Regions from separate parts of the Sus scrofa genome. Here all the other regions are linked to region 1. Evidence: chromatin contacts called from public Hi-C and promoter capture Hi-C data. All regions are on one chromosome and are shown on one strand. Each heading gives the region's core, a stretch centred on a gene start, on an enhancer-like site or on the middle of the called end of the contact. The rest is flanking DNA. Distances are from core to core; before and after follow the strand shown.

Region 1 (2,700 bases), core at 99-2,598:
CGCCCCCACCTCCACCCTTGAGACTCCAAGAGAAGTCCTCGCCGACCGCAGGGGGAAGGGAGGGCCGCGAACCCCGTCTCCAGTCCCGTTCTCCCGTCCCACACACCAGACCCCTCTGTACACTCGGGGAGACTGTCACAGGAGAAATGGAAAGCGGCACTTCCCCAGGCAGGCTCCGAGGGACCGTGCCCGGCGGCCAGCGGATGAGTTGGGGGAGGACCCGCACAGGCAGTCCCGCGGCCCCTACCTTGATATTTGTTGTCCAACTCTCGCAGCACGGACACGTTCCTCTGCATGTCGTGGGGCAGCGACTCCACACACTCGAGGTAGTCCTGCACGTAGCAGGTGAGAAGCCGGCTCCGCTCCCCGGTCAGGAGTGCGGCCGACGAGTAGAGTTGCTGCTGCTGCTGCCCTAACATCCTGCCGCCGCTGCTGCTCCTCGCCGCCGCCGCCGCCGCCGCCTCCGCATCCAGCAGCCACTCATGCAACAGCCACGGCCGCCGCGGCTCCTCTGCTCCGCAGCCCGGCGCCGCGGGGACACCCGCAGCCGCTCAGGAGGGCACAGCCGAGTCCCCCGATCTCCACTCCCCCCAAAAAGAAGCCCTCACTCCCCGCCCCCGCGGTAACAAGCCCAGGGGCGGGGCGAGATCTGGGCTCCCTCCTTTTTCCCCTCCCTCCCCAGGACTAGAGCAGCGGGGATCCCCCCAGCGGAGCTGGCGCCGGGGTCCCGGGCGTTGACACTTCCTGTCCCCCTCAAAATCCCCAGATGCTACCGATGCCGCTTCGCAGCTCGGAACCCCATGACAAGCCTTTCGCTGCCCCTTTCCTCCCAATCACCCTCGGTGCCTGTCGGAGAGTCTCTCACTGGATTGCCCCCGCCCCTCCGGCTGCGGACGCGTCTGCGCCTGCGCAGGCCTCCCTCCTAATAAGGCCGGGGGCCCGCCCCTACCGCCCTACCGAAAGGTTCGCATTCTCCCGCCTTCCCTCCGCCACCCGGGTGATTGGTCTGTAAACTCTCGGCCCGGGGCGGGGGGAGGGTGCGAAGGGCAGCCAAACGGCAGGCTGCGCACCGCCCCCTCTTAAAGGGGAAGCACTGTCAAGTCCACCTCTTTGCTCAAGGTCTGAATGGGACTTGCGGGGGCTGACGGCTGAGTCCTCCCTTTCGTCCTTCCCACAGGGAGGGGGAAGCTTGGACCAGCTCCCCCAGCCCGGTGTTACCGACTTTTCCCCCATCAGGTGGATCAAGCGCGGCCCCTCGCAAGCCTTAAAAGGAGCAGCGGGCGGTGGCTCTCCGCCGCGACCCTGGAGGGAGGCCTTGCGGGTCGACGCGGCGGCTTGCAGCGGGCGCGGCTCCGAGCATGCGCGGCGGCTGTGTGCCCGCCCGCTCGGCACCGCCCTCGGGCTCGGTCCTCCTCCCGCCGCGGCCTGTAGGCTCCCGGAGCATCCGGGGCTGATCGCGGAGGTAGGCGGTGCCCCCACAGCCCCCTGAGGTTTCTTTCTCCCTTAGTCGATCCGTGTTTTGAATCTCCTGGCTTCAACGAGGTCCCACCCTTCCTCAGACGCGGGGCCCCCCCGCGCCGTCCCACGACCGTGCAGGTTTTGTCCACCCTCCCGCTCTTGGGAGATCGAGTTTAGTGTGGGCTGACTGCCCTGAAAACTGTCCAACGGGTAACCTTAAAAAAAGAAAAAGAAAAAAGTTTCCCCCCGGGGGATCAGAACGTTTAAGCATTAAACGTCGGCTAGGGCTTCCTGGCGGCTTGAGGTTCACCACCACCTTAACATCTTTCTCCTCTAAGACAGAAAAACACTGGGGGGCCCGAGGACAAGGGGTGGTGAAGACGCGAGGAAAAACCTAATTAGGAATCAGGTTCACGTCCTCATCTAGGTGATCGGTCGACAGGGTTTAATTTCTGTCTTTTGTAAACTGAAATGCCAGGCAGAGGAGCTAATTTTAATTTCAGATGGACTCAGTTTGTATAATGACGTGTGTTTTTGGAAGAAACGGGTGTAAAGAGAACTAATACAAAGAGAATTTTAATGGCGTGCCAAAGTAAACAAACACTATTGTGAGTAGCACATTTGAGTTAAAAAGAAAACGTGAGTGGGTGATAAATTTGGATTTCTCCTTATATCCATTTGGTTCGCCGCGGTGGTGCACTTGCATGGTGACCTATTTAGAGTACTTTTGAAATAGCTGTTAATAGTATGGTTACCATTGACATGCAAAGAGAAATCTAGACCTTGAGGTACAGGATATTTTAAATTTTAAAGCCGAAACAAAGCATTCTTGGAAATTTGAGTCTTGGGAACAAAGTAATATTACACAGGACTCGAAGATTGTCATGTGCTATTTTCCTGTGACACTTTGAGGTTTTGACCACTTCAACCCAGGCAGTGTAGTATTGTATTTCAGAGAATCATCTAGGTTTCTTATTGTTGTCCTCCTTTAAATCTCTTAGGTTAAGCAGCCAGATCTTGTCAAAAAACAGTCACTGTGAAAAATTGAATTTTATCACTTTTTGCCTGAACCTTACTAGTTTTGTTTACACATAGATTTAAATCGGTTAGGGTTTTTTTGAAGGCCCCAAATAATGCACAATGTCTTATTATTTATTGATTCTGATTAGACATAGAATGCACCTATGATTTTATTCAGCCTAAATAGTGATCTGCAGGCAGATATGACACATGGTTAGAAAG
Region 2 (2,700 bases), core at 58-2,557, 930 kb before region 1:
CATACATAGAAGAATGAATAAAGAAAATGTGATATATTTACTTAATGCATTACAAAAATGAATGCATGAGAGCTACATGCATCACTGTGAATAAACCTAAAATTTATATCTTTGAGTAAGAGCACTTGCACAATACATCCAAATATTATTTGTATAAAGTTTAAAAATATACAATAAATAACATTTTAGGAATATAGCAAGGTAGAAAAACATGGGAATGAGAAACGCAACATTGGAAGTGTGGTTATCCTTGGAAGAAATGATAAATAAATATATATATATGTATTACTTTGTAATTATGTAATTAAGTAAATATATATGTGTGTGTGTGTGTGTGTGTGTGTGTGTGTGTGTGTGTGTGTATAGTCTATTTAGGGCTGCACGCATGGCATATGGCGGTTCCCAGGCTAGGGGTCCAATCAGAGTTATAGCCACTAGCCGATGCCACAGCCACAGCAATGCCAGATCCAAGCTATGTCGCCACCTACACCAAAGCTCACTGGCAATGCCAGATTCCTAACCCACTGAATGAGGCCAGGGAGCAAACCTTTGTCCTCATGGATACTAGTCAGATTCATTTCCACTGAGCCACGACAGGAACTCCAGGAATGATAAATATTAATTTCCTATCCAGTGGTGACCATCTGTGTGCTCCATTTTATCTTTGTATATGCTATATTATGTGCATGAACTCTAATAATTTTTATTGTGGTGATATATACGTAACATATAGTTTAGCATTTTAGCCACTTTCAACTGTACCATTTAGTGGCACTACTTAAGAATATTCACATGGCTATGCAACCATCCACCATTAGCCACTTCTAGAACTCTTTCATCATCCTAAACTGTGCTTTTTGATGTCTTGATTCAAGATATCATTGCTAGATCCAATGTCATAAAGCTTTTGCCCTATATTTTCTTCTAAGAGTTTTATAGTTTTAGCCCTTATAGTTAGGTCTTTGATCCATTTTGAGTGAGTTATTTTTTTTGGGGGGGTGATAGGGGTCCAAAATCATCTTTTGCAGGATAATGCATTTTTTAGAGAGAAAGTAAAGAATCAGAGAATATTAGCTCCAGAAAAGGCCCTCCCCACTTATGAGTGAAAAAACTGGGGTAGAAATAAAATAATAAGCCAAGATGACACAACTGATTACAGGCGTTGGCAGACTAAAAATCAAACCTTATTTCCAAATCTTTACTCTAGATAGCTGCGCAGGCGCTTAAGCACCCAGCGGTCCCACCCTGGGTTTGGATCCGCCCCTCACAGGCGGGCGCCCTCTCCAGTTCCGGCTCTGGCTCCTCCCCCTCCCGCCCCCAAGGGCGGGCCCTGGCGGCTCTGACTCTTTGGAACTTAGGAAAAAGGGCGAGGCACGTGGGTGAGAGGAAAAACCCGACAAATGTTTGGCGTATCATGCACTGTCAGCAACTGGTTTTAAAGCCTGGACTCCAAATCCGCTCTAGCGCAGTACCAGACCGGGTTTTTTCTAGCGCTCTAGGACGGGGAAGAGCCCTAGCCCGCCTGTGTGTAAGACCGGGCGCGGGGCGGGAGGCGTGCCCGCGTGCTCGGCCCCGATTGGCCGCTGGGAGCAGCGCGGGGTTTGGCGGGAGCTTCAGGAGCTGCGCGGGCGCAGGGAGCTGTGGGCCGTGATGGCCCAGCCGGGACGAGTAACGCGCTCAGGGTAGGTATTGAGGACCCTCGCGACGCAGGTTGGGGCCCACTTTATCTTCTTTCTCTTCCGCGGATCTTGGGCCTCTCGGAGCTGTTGGTGCTGCCTGGTTCTGGCACTGTGCTGTTTGTCCTAGCGATAAGTTTCCAGGTCTGTAAAAGGGGAGTAATAATAGTCACAATTTTCTAGGAATTACGGGGAAGCTTAGAGGAGTTACAGTTTATAACGGTGCCTGACGGGCAGGCGAGAACGCTGGCTAGTGTTAGCATCATTTTGGGTGAGTGTAGTCTAAAGTAGACAAAACATTTTAAAACGAACTGTCCAACAAATAACTTATGAGGGCGTACCACTCTACCACTTGCCAGACATCACATTCTAGTGGCTTTTACACTCTGGCTGGTAGTCAGTATTCTTATTTTCAAGACCTTGCTTGTTTTTATAACACAAACCACAGACCATAAAGTTGAACTACATCTCCGGCCGGCTGCTTGTGGTTCTTAAAGGAGCACTCCAGCCAGGATGGGGCAAGGTTTTTTGTTTTTAATCAAAAAGGGCATGCAATTTAAAATAGATTGCAAAACTGCTCTCTAAAATGTTATTCCCTCTGGATTTGTTGGCAAGTATCTTGCTGGTGGTGTCTGGTCCTGGCTGGAGGGGCCTTGGCTTGCTTTGATTAGTCTGCAAAGGAGTTCCACCTGGACCGTGGGAAGGCTTCCCGGAGAAGGTGCATTTGTAGATGTGGGGTGATGGTAGAGGCAAGCCGACAGCATAGGGGAAAGGCTGGGGCAAGACAAAGCAGGGAGGTGGAGTAAACTGAGACTAGATTCCAGTGGCCAGTGGGGAAGAACCTAAGACGCCCACAGTGGGGAGGAGGACTGGGAAAAAATATTGGAGCCTTGAAACATCAGGTGACAAGAGTTAAACTTTATCTGCTAGGCCAGTGGGGGGGTGGTTCTCTCTCTCTGTACACAAACATATACACATACATGTAACATTTTTGCCTTTTGAGATTCATGAAATCTGTTCATCC
Region 3 (2,700 bases), core at 95-2,594, 780 kb before region 1:
GTTTGATCCCTGGCCCCTCTCATTGGGTTAAAGATCCTGTGTTGCTGTGAGCTGTGACACAGGTCGCAGACCCGGCTCAGATCCCCAGCTGCTGTGGCAGTGGTGTAGGCCATGGGCTACAGCTCTGATTCGACCCCTAGCCTGGGAACCTCCATATGCGGGGATGCGGCCTCAAGAAGACAAAAGACAAAAAAATACATACATACATAAATAAAATAAAATAAAATAAAAACCCTTCAGAGTGTGTGTGTATTTCCACACAGCAGAGAAAGGACTAAATAAGGGACATCTCTCTATTGTTTTTTTCTTAGTAATTTTTTTTTTTTTTTTAGAAAGAAGGAAAGAAAGAGGGAGCATAGGAGAAAAGAAGGGAAGGAATAGAGGGAGGGAGGGAGGAAGTAAATAAGACAAAGCTTTGTGGTAGATTCCAGGGCCTTTAAAAATTACTCTATATGGAGTTCCCGTCGTGGCGCAGTGGTTAACGAATCTCACCAAGAACCATGAGGTTGCAGGTTTAATCCCTGGCCTTGCTCAGTGGGTTAATGATCCAGCGCTGCCCTGAGCTGTGGTGTAGGTCGCAGGCGTGGCTTGGATCCCGCGTTGCTGTGGCTGTGGTGTAGGCCGGCGGTTACAGCTCCAATTAGACCCCTAGCCTGGGAACCTCCATATGCTGCGGGAGTGGCCCTAGAAAAGACAAAAAAAAAATTACTCTATATATTTTACTTCATATTTGCAGTATTTTATACCAAAAAGGAATACTTAGCCCTTGTAGACAATTCAGAAAATACATAAAAGTGTAAAAAAAAAAAAAAATCCCTTATTAAAAAAAAAATGAACCTTAATATTTTGCTGCATATTCTTTCAGACTGTGCCATACTTTCATTGGCCTGCATGTCATATATGTAATTTTTTTCGGTATCCTTCTCCAAAATGTTCTTCTGATTCATGAGGTAAATAACACTGAAGTCCGTTCTTTCTCTGAGTCTTTGAGACGGCTTCTCTCCTTAATTCTACAGTGTTCCCGCACAGTCCACAGTCCAGTTTGCAGATCTTACGGCTTGTGCTTCGCTCCACTCAGTCCACTTGAGGGCTATCTCAATCCATCTCAGATCTACTGTCGAACGTCAGACGACAGGCACATTTCCCAAACCAAGTCTCCCAGACCTACAGGCCCTCAGTGAGGGCACCCCTGCTGTCTGAAATGAGAACTCGCGAAATTGCATCTGTCTGACCTTTGGACACCCTTACGCTAGGTTAACGCAGGAGAAACTACCATTCCCGTCGGGCTCTGCTCTTGGGCGGCCACCTCTGCGCCTGCGCATTCTGAGCGTGGACCACAACTCCCAGGATGCTTCGTGCTGCCGCATTCACGGCTCTACTTCCTGCCGGGGCGTTTCCGGAATAACAGTGGCTCTGCGAGTCCAAGAAAAGTTAAAGGTGGGAGGGGTTTGTTGGCTGCTTGGGAAGCGGTTTGGAGTCACTTATTTTTTTCTTTTTCTGTCACAAAAAAGCAGCAAGTCTGCTGCAGAGATTTCTGGTGTGCAGCTGCCTCGATTTCTGGAGTGCACGGGCTTGGCTTTTCTGACCGGGAAGAGGGGTCTTTCATGCAGGCCTTACACAGGTGGTCGCGGCTTGCGCTTGTCTGGTTGCAGTAAGCTCGTCTTGGGAGGTGTCCCCCATCCCTCCCTGCGCGTAAAAGAGGCTGACAGTTCTGGATTTTGTTGGAGTAGCGGATTTTTTTTTTTTTCTCTTTATATCTTCGCAGGCATTTCTCGGGGAGTTGGAATATTGTTTTAGGAGTCTGCAAGGCAGATGTTTTAACCTGGAAATCCGGGCGCGCTTCTTGCAAGCTAGTTAGCGTTTTGCACTTGGTTTCAATTGGGCCTGGGATCTCTATTTTTATGATCTTTCAGCTCATAATTGTTAATGTGCGCTGAAGACAACCTTGGACGAATACCTGTATTTAAGGGCAAATAAAACGCACTGCTTGACTGACACCCTTAATATATGTAATTATAAATGTAGTATGACACACTTAAATAAATGTAATACATGGGAAACCGCAGTCCCTCCCCCCCCTCCCCCAGTGAAAGTAGAAACTTACCAGTACAGGAGTGAGGGACTGTCAGAGGGAAATGGCAAGTTGAGGAGTGAATGAAGGTGGGAGGTGAACAATTACAGTTGACCACAAGTCGCTTGTTCAAGAAATGTGTTCTTGTTGAGAAGAAAGATGGATGGTTGGTTGAGACCCAGCTTTGCTATTTATTAACTCTGTAATTTCATACAGGTTAGTTTACCTCTGAATCCCTGTTTTCTCATCTGTGAAATAACCTTTCCTCCCCACATGACAGTTTTTGTGAAGACAATTAAAATTATTATTTTAAACTATATTCATTGTTGTGAATATAGTTCTTAAACTCCATAACACTCCAAAGTATATTAGTAATGGTGGTAATTTGGCAAATGTAATGAAAGGCCAGGGGAACTAGGAATGTCAGTTAAAAGAAAAGTTGAAATTAGTGACCATGGGGTCAAGGCTGAAGAGTAAGGCCAGTGAATCTGGGAAGAGTCTGAAAATCTGGAGGAGACATACGGGTCAGTTTGCAGTATCTCTATCTTGTCGCTAAGATTGAGGAAGGTAAGAGCCACATCTGTGTTGTTCACAGTTGTCTGCGTGATGCCTGTCATGGTGTCCAGCAC
Region 4 (2,700 bases), core at 27-2,526, 720 kb before region 1:
GTCGCGACACTTGGCCCCTTGGCCCAGTCATTGCACTAATATCTAAGTAATGCTATCTTGTCGGTTAATTGCTCCTTTTGTTCCTTGAAGTGGGAAGTGTTACAAAGTGAGTTTTTATTCACTCAGAAAACAGGCTCTAGATGTCTCTTACACCTGCCCCACCAACTGGATGGCAAGAGCTTTGCTTCCCCGGCACGTCCTCCTCCTCCTTCCTTCCCACCCTCAGGTTACGTTTAGGATGGAGAGTCAGGTAGGTAGGTACCTGCCTTTCCCTCCTACCGTTAACAGCTTCTGGCCGGAACCCAAGCTCGCGGCCCGTAACCCCCCGGGTCCCCGCTCGAGTGTGAGCGCGGGAGTGTGAGCGCCGGGAGGTGCGAGCAACAGACTCGCGAGCAGCCGCTTGTTGCTCCTGCTGCCGCGTCGTGGGGAAGTGAAAATGAAATTGACTTTTCCGAGAAATGATGAAAGCCGTGCGGCCGGCCAATGAACGGCGGCGGCGAACTTCCGCACCTCCCGGCCGGGCTGCTCGAGCCCTCCCTCCGCCTCCACCTCCCGGTTGCACAAGCTTGAAACAAACACTGGGGAGGAAGGGCGGAGGGAGGAGGGAGGAGGGAGGAGGGGGGAGCGAGGGAGGGAGGGAGGGAGGGAGCGAGGCTGGCAGGAGGGCGGGGGGTGGGGGGATTTCCAGCCTCAGCGCTTCGCAGTTTCCTCTCCTTGTTTTGCTTTCGATCTGGACTGTTCTCAGGCAAGCCGGGGAGTAACTTTTAGTTTTGCTCCTGCGATTATTCAACTGACGGGCTTTCATTTCCATTTCACACACCCTAGCAACACTTAAGCCTTGCGGAATTGTATTGGTAGCGTGAAAAAGCACACTGAGAGGTAACATTTTTCAAATAATAGTTGTGACTGTGCGTGTGTGTTTTTCTCGAGGGCATGTTTATGAGGACTGGAGGGGATCTGTGTGTGCGCGCGTCCTGATGGTTTGACACGATGTTTGGCAGACGGAAAATGCTGAGGTTCATAAATATTAATACTGATTTTTGGAGGAACAGTCGGCGCTATTATGGATCATCTGATTTTAGGGAAAGCAGGTTTCTGCTGCTGTTGCTGCTGCTACTGGGGCTGCTGAGGCTGCAAGGAGGAGGAGGAGGTAAAGAGGGAGGAGGAGGAGGAGGAGGTTAGTGGAGGTTTAATTTCACTTTTGGATTTGCAGATGCGGAGAGGTGGCTCCATGGACACAGACCTGCTCTGTGTGATTCTGCACCCCAGGTGTTGGGGGGGGTGCAGGACTGTTGGAGTCGGGCCTCCTTTTAAAACAAAATTATCGGGTGCATGTGGGTGCGTGTGTATGTTTACAGACGCCGTAGCCACCAGATCCTAAGGAGAGAAGCGGGTCCTTCTCGGTGCCCGGCGGCAGTGGCTCTCTCCCGGCAGCTTCTGGCATAAATAGACAGGAACCCGCCGACCGCCCGCAGCCTGCGCCCCGCGTCTGGCCGGGAGAGGCACCTCCCGCCGCGGCCAAAGGAAACTTGATGCGGAGCCCGGCGGCGGTCCCAGGGCTCGCCCGCCTGCCGGACTCGGGGAAGGGTCGCGGGCGTCGGGTGCCAGCGGCCGGGGCCGGCGGGCGGGCTCGGAACCCGGCTGGGCGCCGGGCCTGGCCGGCGCGCCCGGCTTCCTGGGGGCTGGGCCGCTGCCGCCACCGCCCGGGAGGGACGCCGCGTCCTCCTTCCCGCCGGCCAGCGCCCGGGCTGGCCCTGGGGCCTTGTCGATGCACTTGTCCCGGCGCGCCGGGGGCTCGGGCGGCGCGTCCTGGGAGGGCGCCGCGCCCAGGGGTCAGCGGCCCCGGCCGCGGCCTAGCGCCGGGCGCCTCCGGGTCCCCGCGGGCGCCCCCGGGCCGGCCTCGCGCGCTGGGCCTGACCCGCCTCGGCTACGGAGCGGGCGAGGTGGGGGCGGGGAGCCTCCGGGGACCGAGCGGCGCCCTGCTGGCAAGCCCGGGTGCCGGCTCCCCTGGGGGTCCCGGGGCGCGGGCGGCGGCGGGGTGGGGACGCGTGTGCCCGCCCCGCGCCCTCCGATCCCGCTCGGGGCGCCGAGTGGCATTCGCCCGCCGGCCAAACGTGGTTGGTGCAAAGCCGCGGCCGCCACTTCCTTTCCGCCTCGCGGGCCGGGCTCGCCCACCAAGCGATGCCCGCTGTGGCCGATCGTGGCGCCCGCCCGCTCGCGGGGCTACGGCCTGGGACCCGGCCCCGAGAGGGCTCGGGCAGCCTTTCCAAGTTCCAGGGGCTTCAGGATGCAACTCATCCCCTTCCGAGGACGCACTGGCGTCTGGGTTTGGGCCGCACGTGTGGCTGCGTTGGCCGCCCTCACCCCCTTGCCCCTTTAGAGGGGAAGAAGAGGGCAGGAGGCTGGCAGCCAGAGCCGGGCTCAGAAACGGTCTTCCCAGCGCCGGACGAGGTGCCCGAGTCAGTCGGTGTAGGCAGGACCCCTGGTCATCGGCTGTGAACGTGACCCCTGGGACTGGCAGTCGAGGTTGCCCCATACTTGCGGCTTGGCGTTTAGTAGTTTTCACCCCCTCTGTATAGTGTTTGTAACTTAGGGATATTTTACCCGCTCCCTTCCCCCAGTGTGGGCTACGGGTAGTGCTCCCAGCCCTGGGTTAAGAATATTCGGAGGTTTCCTAGTTGAGGAAAAGTGCCAGCATTT
Region 5 (2,700 bases), core at 39-2,538, 850 kb before region 1:
CCTCAAGGACATGCCTTAATGATGCAGAGCATCACATAATTAATGCACAGTAGAGTTTACCTCAGCAAGTCCAAAATCTCCAGGATCTGGCCGTAAACCAGCTACCTATTTGATTTCTTGTTGTTCAGCCTTCTCACCAAATGAATAATGACCATTGCCTGCACCTGGCTCACTCCAAGAGCCCTAAAGTATGGTTTCCCTCCCTCATCTGCAACACCCCACTCACCTTTGCCAAAGTCTTCCCCTTCGAGGCTCAGTTCAAGTTCTGCCACCTCTGACACCTCTGCTAAAAAGAAATCATCAGACTAAGTCAGAAGACATTGCCTTCAGCCAACTGTTTTGCTATAATTAAAGTTTCTCTTAAGTGTAATTTACATAACAACAGAAAACTGCTGCTGCTGCTGCAACAGAAGTTTCATTTTAGTAAGAAAGGGGTCTGGGCTTCACTATTACATAACAGCACTAGCTAAAAAAAATGGTACAGTACTGCCTTCCTTATGAATAACTGCATGCTAATCACTGTTGAGATTGGGAATGTGTCCTACTCTTCCTATTTTACTGCAGCAGAAAAAGGTCAAACACGGTCCTCTCTCAATATGGGAGGGATAAAGGCCTAGGTTTCATTCTTGGGAGGTGAGTTTTAACTCGTGTAACTGAATTAGAGCAAACTAATTAGCCTTTTAAAGCCCAGGTGGGAATTGTAATTCCTACCTCCAGGGCTTGTTGAAAGAGTAAGAAAAGGTAAGAGCACAGATGAGCACTCCACGAACACAAGCCGTACACAGAACGAAGTGTATTTGTGCACAAAACATCGCCCCTGATTGATATCCAAATGAACAAAGTGTGGGGAGTGGACTAGTCCTTCACCGGGGCCCGGACTCGTCAGGATGTCATGAACCCCTTGAAATTGGCGAAGAATAGCCTGCTCAATTGCATTGGTATATCCTTGTGCGAAAATGATACCGGGTCTGAAAAGAGTTCGTGACCCCAAATAGGCTGGGGGTTCAAACGGAGGGCGATTAGAGCTCTTGATTTAGGTACAGGGATGGGGGTGACCTAAGGCTGCGGCCGGCTTCCCTTCCTCCAGGAGCGCCCGCCCGGGGCTCCCTTCTCTTTGCCTCTGGGGTCCTGTGCGGCCTTCAGGGCCCCTCCGTTACCTCCAGAAACCTACGCTGGGGCGGAAACCCGCGGGTCCTCAGCGGCTGGCGGAACCTGCGACCAGCGGACTGTGGCGGGACCGAATCTTCAAACCTGGAGCGGGGGCGGGACCGAGGCGGGGAGCAGGGAGCGCGACGGGACGGTGTTCTTGGGCGGGGCGGGGACTTGTCAGCAGCGTTCTCGGCGGCCGGGAAAGGCGGGCGCGGACAGCTGAGAAGGCAGGAGTTCGCCAGACGGTGAAGGGTTAGTGTTCCCCGCCGAGCAACGTTCTCTCGCCGGAAGAGCCTGCGAAGGGGCGGTATTCTCGTGTGGGGCGTGGCCTTGAGAGGGCGGTGCTCTCGTGCGGGGCGGGGCCTGTGAGAGGACGAAATTCTCCGACCTGGCAAGGACTTTAAGGGAGCTGCATTCCTGGAGGCGGGGAAAGGCTAACGCGGAGAGCCGGGAATCCGGGAGCTGTTTTCCGAAGGGACGATGTTCTCCGGGGGAGCGGGTTCTCGGGGGTTGAGGGGGTGGGAGGCGGGGCGAGCTGGGGCCTGACTAACGTGTCGGCTTTGAGTGGAGCTTGCGGAGCGGAGGGGCGGAGCCATTGGAGGCGGGGTCTGCTGCGGAGCTCAACTCCAAGTTTTGCGGCGGCGGAAGCAGAGTTGGCGGGGAGAGAGAAGGTGACTGTGGTGTGCGTGCTGGACGGTGAGTGATGCCTTCCAAGATTCTTTCCTCTGTGCGGTGGCCCTGGGCCGGATCCCTCCACCCCTCCAAACCTAACGCCCGCCCCGGGGACCTGCGCGAGCCTGCAGCTTCTCCAGGGAGACGGGCAGGGTTCGGGCGGTAGGTCCTTTGTTTTGCCACGACGACGGGGGCGGGGACGAGCTGAATCCCGCAGATCCAGAGACCCAGCCCGGAGATGGGAGCCCAGGCCGGGGAGCGGAGACCCGGCTGCGAATGCCGAGCTTTGGGGATGGGAGGCTGGACTGAAGATAGGCTGGGCCGCACGGGTGGCGGGAGACCACACCGGGATGTGGAACCGGCAACGGGAGGCTGGGGAGCGGAGACCCAGTCGGAGTCAACGAGCCCAGGGGATTGGTGGATGAACGAAGATCCAGAAGCCTGGTGGAAAAAGAGGAAGTCGGTAGAACTGGGTCAGCACGCCGAAGCTTGATAGCGGGAGGCTTGACCCGGTCGCTGAATCCGGGGAGAAGTGCGGGAGGCCAGGCGGGGGCGCTGAGGCCGGGTGGTAGGAACTCGGACCCGGGTTGCGGGAGGCAGCGGGGATCTGAGACTGAAATTTGAATCGGAAAGAAGTTGAAGAGGATGGGCTCGGAGAAAAGATGACCTGAGGGCAGGAGGCGAGCTGGTCAAGCTCTGGCCCTTGGGGCTGATCCTCCCATTACTGGGTGAGGGTTTGGTCTCTCTTGCCTTCGTCTCAGGCCTAGATTTTCTCGGGTTGACTTTTGACTCCGCGCTCTGAAGAGGTAATTTCAAGTATCAAACTCCTGATCATGTTCAGACCTGAAAGCCTATATGAATCCTTCCAGCTCGTGCCTG

The links. Promoter capture Hi-C pulls out the DNA fragments that hold promoters and counts their contacts. A called contact is a pair of places that touch in the nucleus more often than the background predicts.
Region 2: a contact with region 1 is called in a Hi-C map of liver, with 4 times the contacts expected there. The contact joins the promoter of CENPU here to the promoter of ING2 in region 1. A contact is called at or near these places in 1 of 5 promoter capture datasets (liver) and 2 of 47 Hi-C or Micro-C datasets (heart right ventricle and liver).
Region 3: a Hi-C map of liver shows a contact between it and region 1, with 6 times the contacts expected there. The contact joins the promoter of IRF2 here to the promoter of ING2 in region 1. A contact is called at or near these places in 4 of 47 Hi-C or Micro-C datasets (epiblast stem cells, heart right ventricle, liver and 1 more) and 1 of 2 datasets of contacts at active chromatin or transcription factors (alveolar macrophages).
Region 4: a contact with region 1 is called in a promoter capture Hi-C map of liver, with 4 times the contacts expected there. The contact joins the promoter of LOC106506214 here to the promoter of ING2 in region 1. A contact is called at or near these places in 2 of 5 promoter capture datasets (fetal liver and liver) and 3 of 47 Hi-C or Micro-C datasets (heart right ventricle, retroperitoneal adipose tissue and skeletal muscle).
Region 5: a promoter capture Hi-C map of liver shows a contact between it and region 1, with 3 times the contacts expected there. The contact joins the promoter of PRIMPOL here to the promoter of ING2 in region 1. A contact is called at or near these places in 2 of 5 promoter capture datasets (fetal liver and liver) and 1 of 47 Hi-C or Micro-C datasets (skeletal muscle).

The regions. Positions count from the first base shown.
Region 1 is chr15:44,916,243-44,918,942 of Sscrofa11.1, reverse strand. It overlaps ING2 (inhibitor of growth protein 2), which reads right to left and starts at 1,348. Exons shown (of 2, transcript XM_003133342.5): 1 at 248-1,348. The coding sequence starts at 419. It overlaps LOC100621235 (a long non-coding RNA gene), which reads left to right and starts at 1,377. Exons shown (of 5, transcript XR_001301384.2): 1 at 1,377-1,462.
Region 2 is chr15:45,850,068-45,852,767 of Sscrofa11.1, reverse strand. It overlaps CENPU (centromere protein U), which reads left to right and starts at 1,307. Exons shown (of 12, transcript XM_013984043.2): 1 at 1,307-1,682. The coding sequence starts at 1,651. It overlaps PRIMPOL (DNA-directed primase/polymerase protein), which reads right to left. Exons shown (of 15, transcript XM_021076332.1): 15 at 1,716-1,822. The coding sequence ends at 1,803.
Region 3 is chr15:45,691,885-45,694,584 of Sscrofa11.1, reverse strand. IRF2 (interferon regulatory factor 2) reads left to right here and starts at 1,344. Exons shown (of 12, transcript XM_021075622.1): 1 at 1,344-1,437.
Region 4 is chr15:45,632,733-45,635,432 of Sscrofa11.1, reverse strand. LOC106506214 (collagen alpha-1(I) chain) reads left to right here and starts at 1,276. Exons shown (of 1, transcript XM_021075624.1): 1 at 1,276-2,700. The coding sequence starts at 1,769. The coding sequence ends at 2,380. The region is part of intron 4 of IRF2 (interferon regulatory factor 2); the gene reads left to right.
Region 5 is chr15:45,762,849-45,765,548 of Sscrofa11.1, reverse strand. PRIMPOL (DNA-directed primase/polymerase protein) reads right to left here and starts at 1,288. Exons shown (of 15, transcript XM_021076332.1): 1 at 1,158-1,288; 2 at 227-286.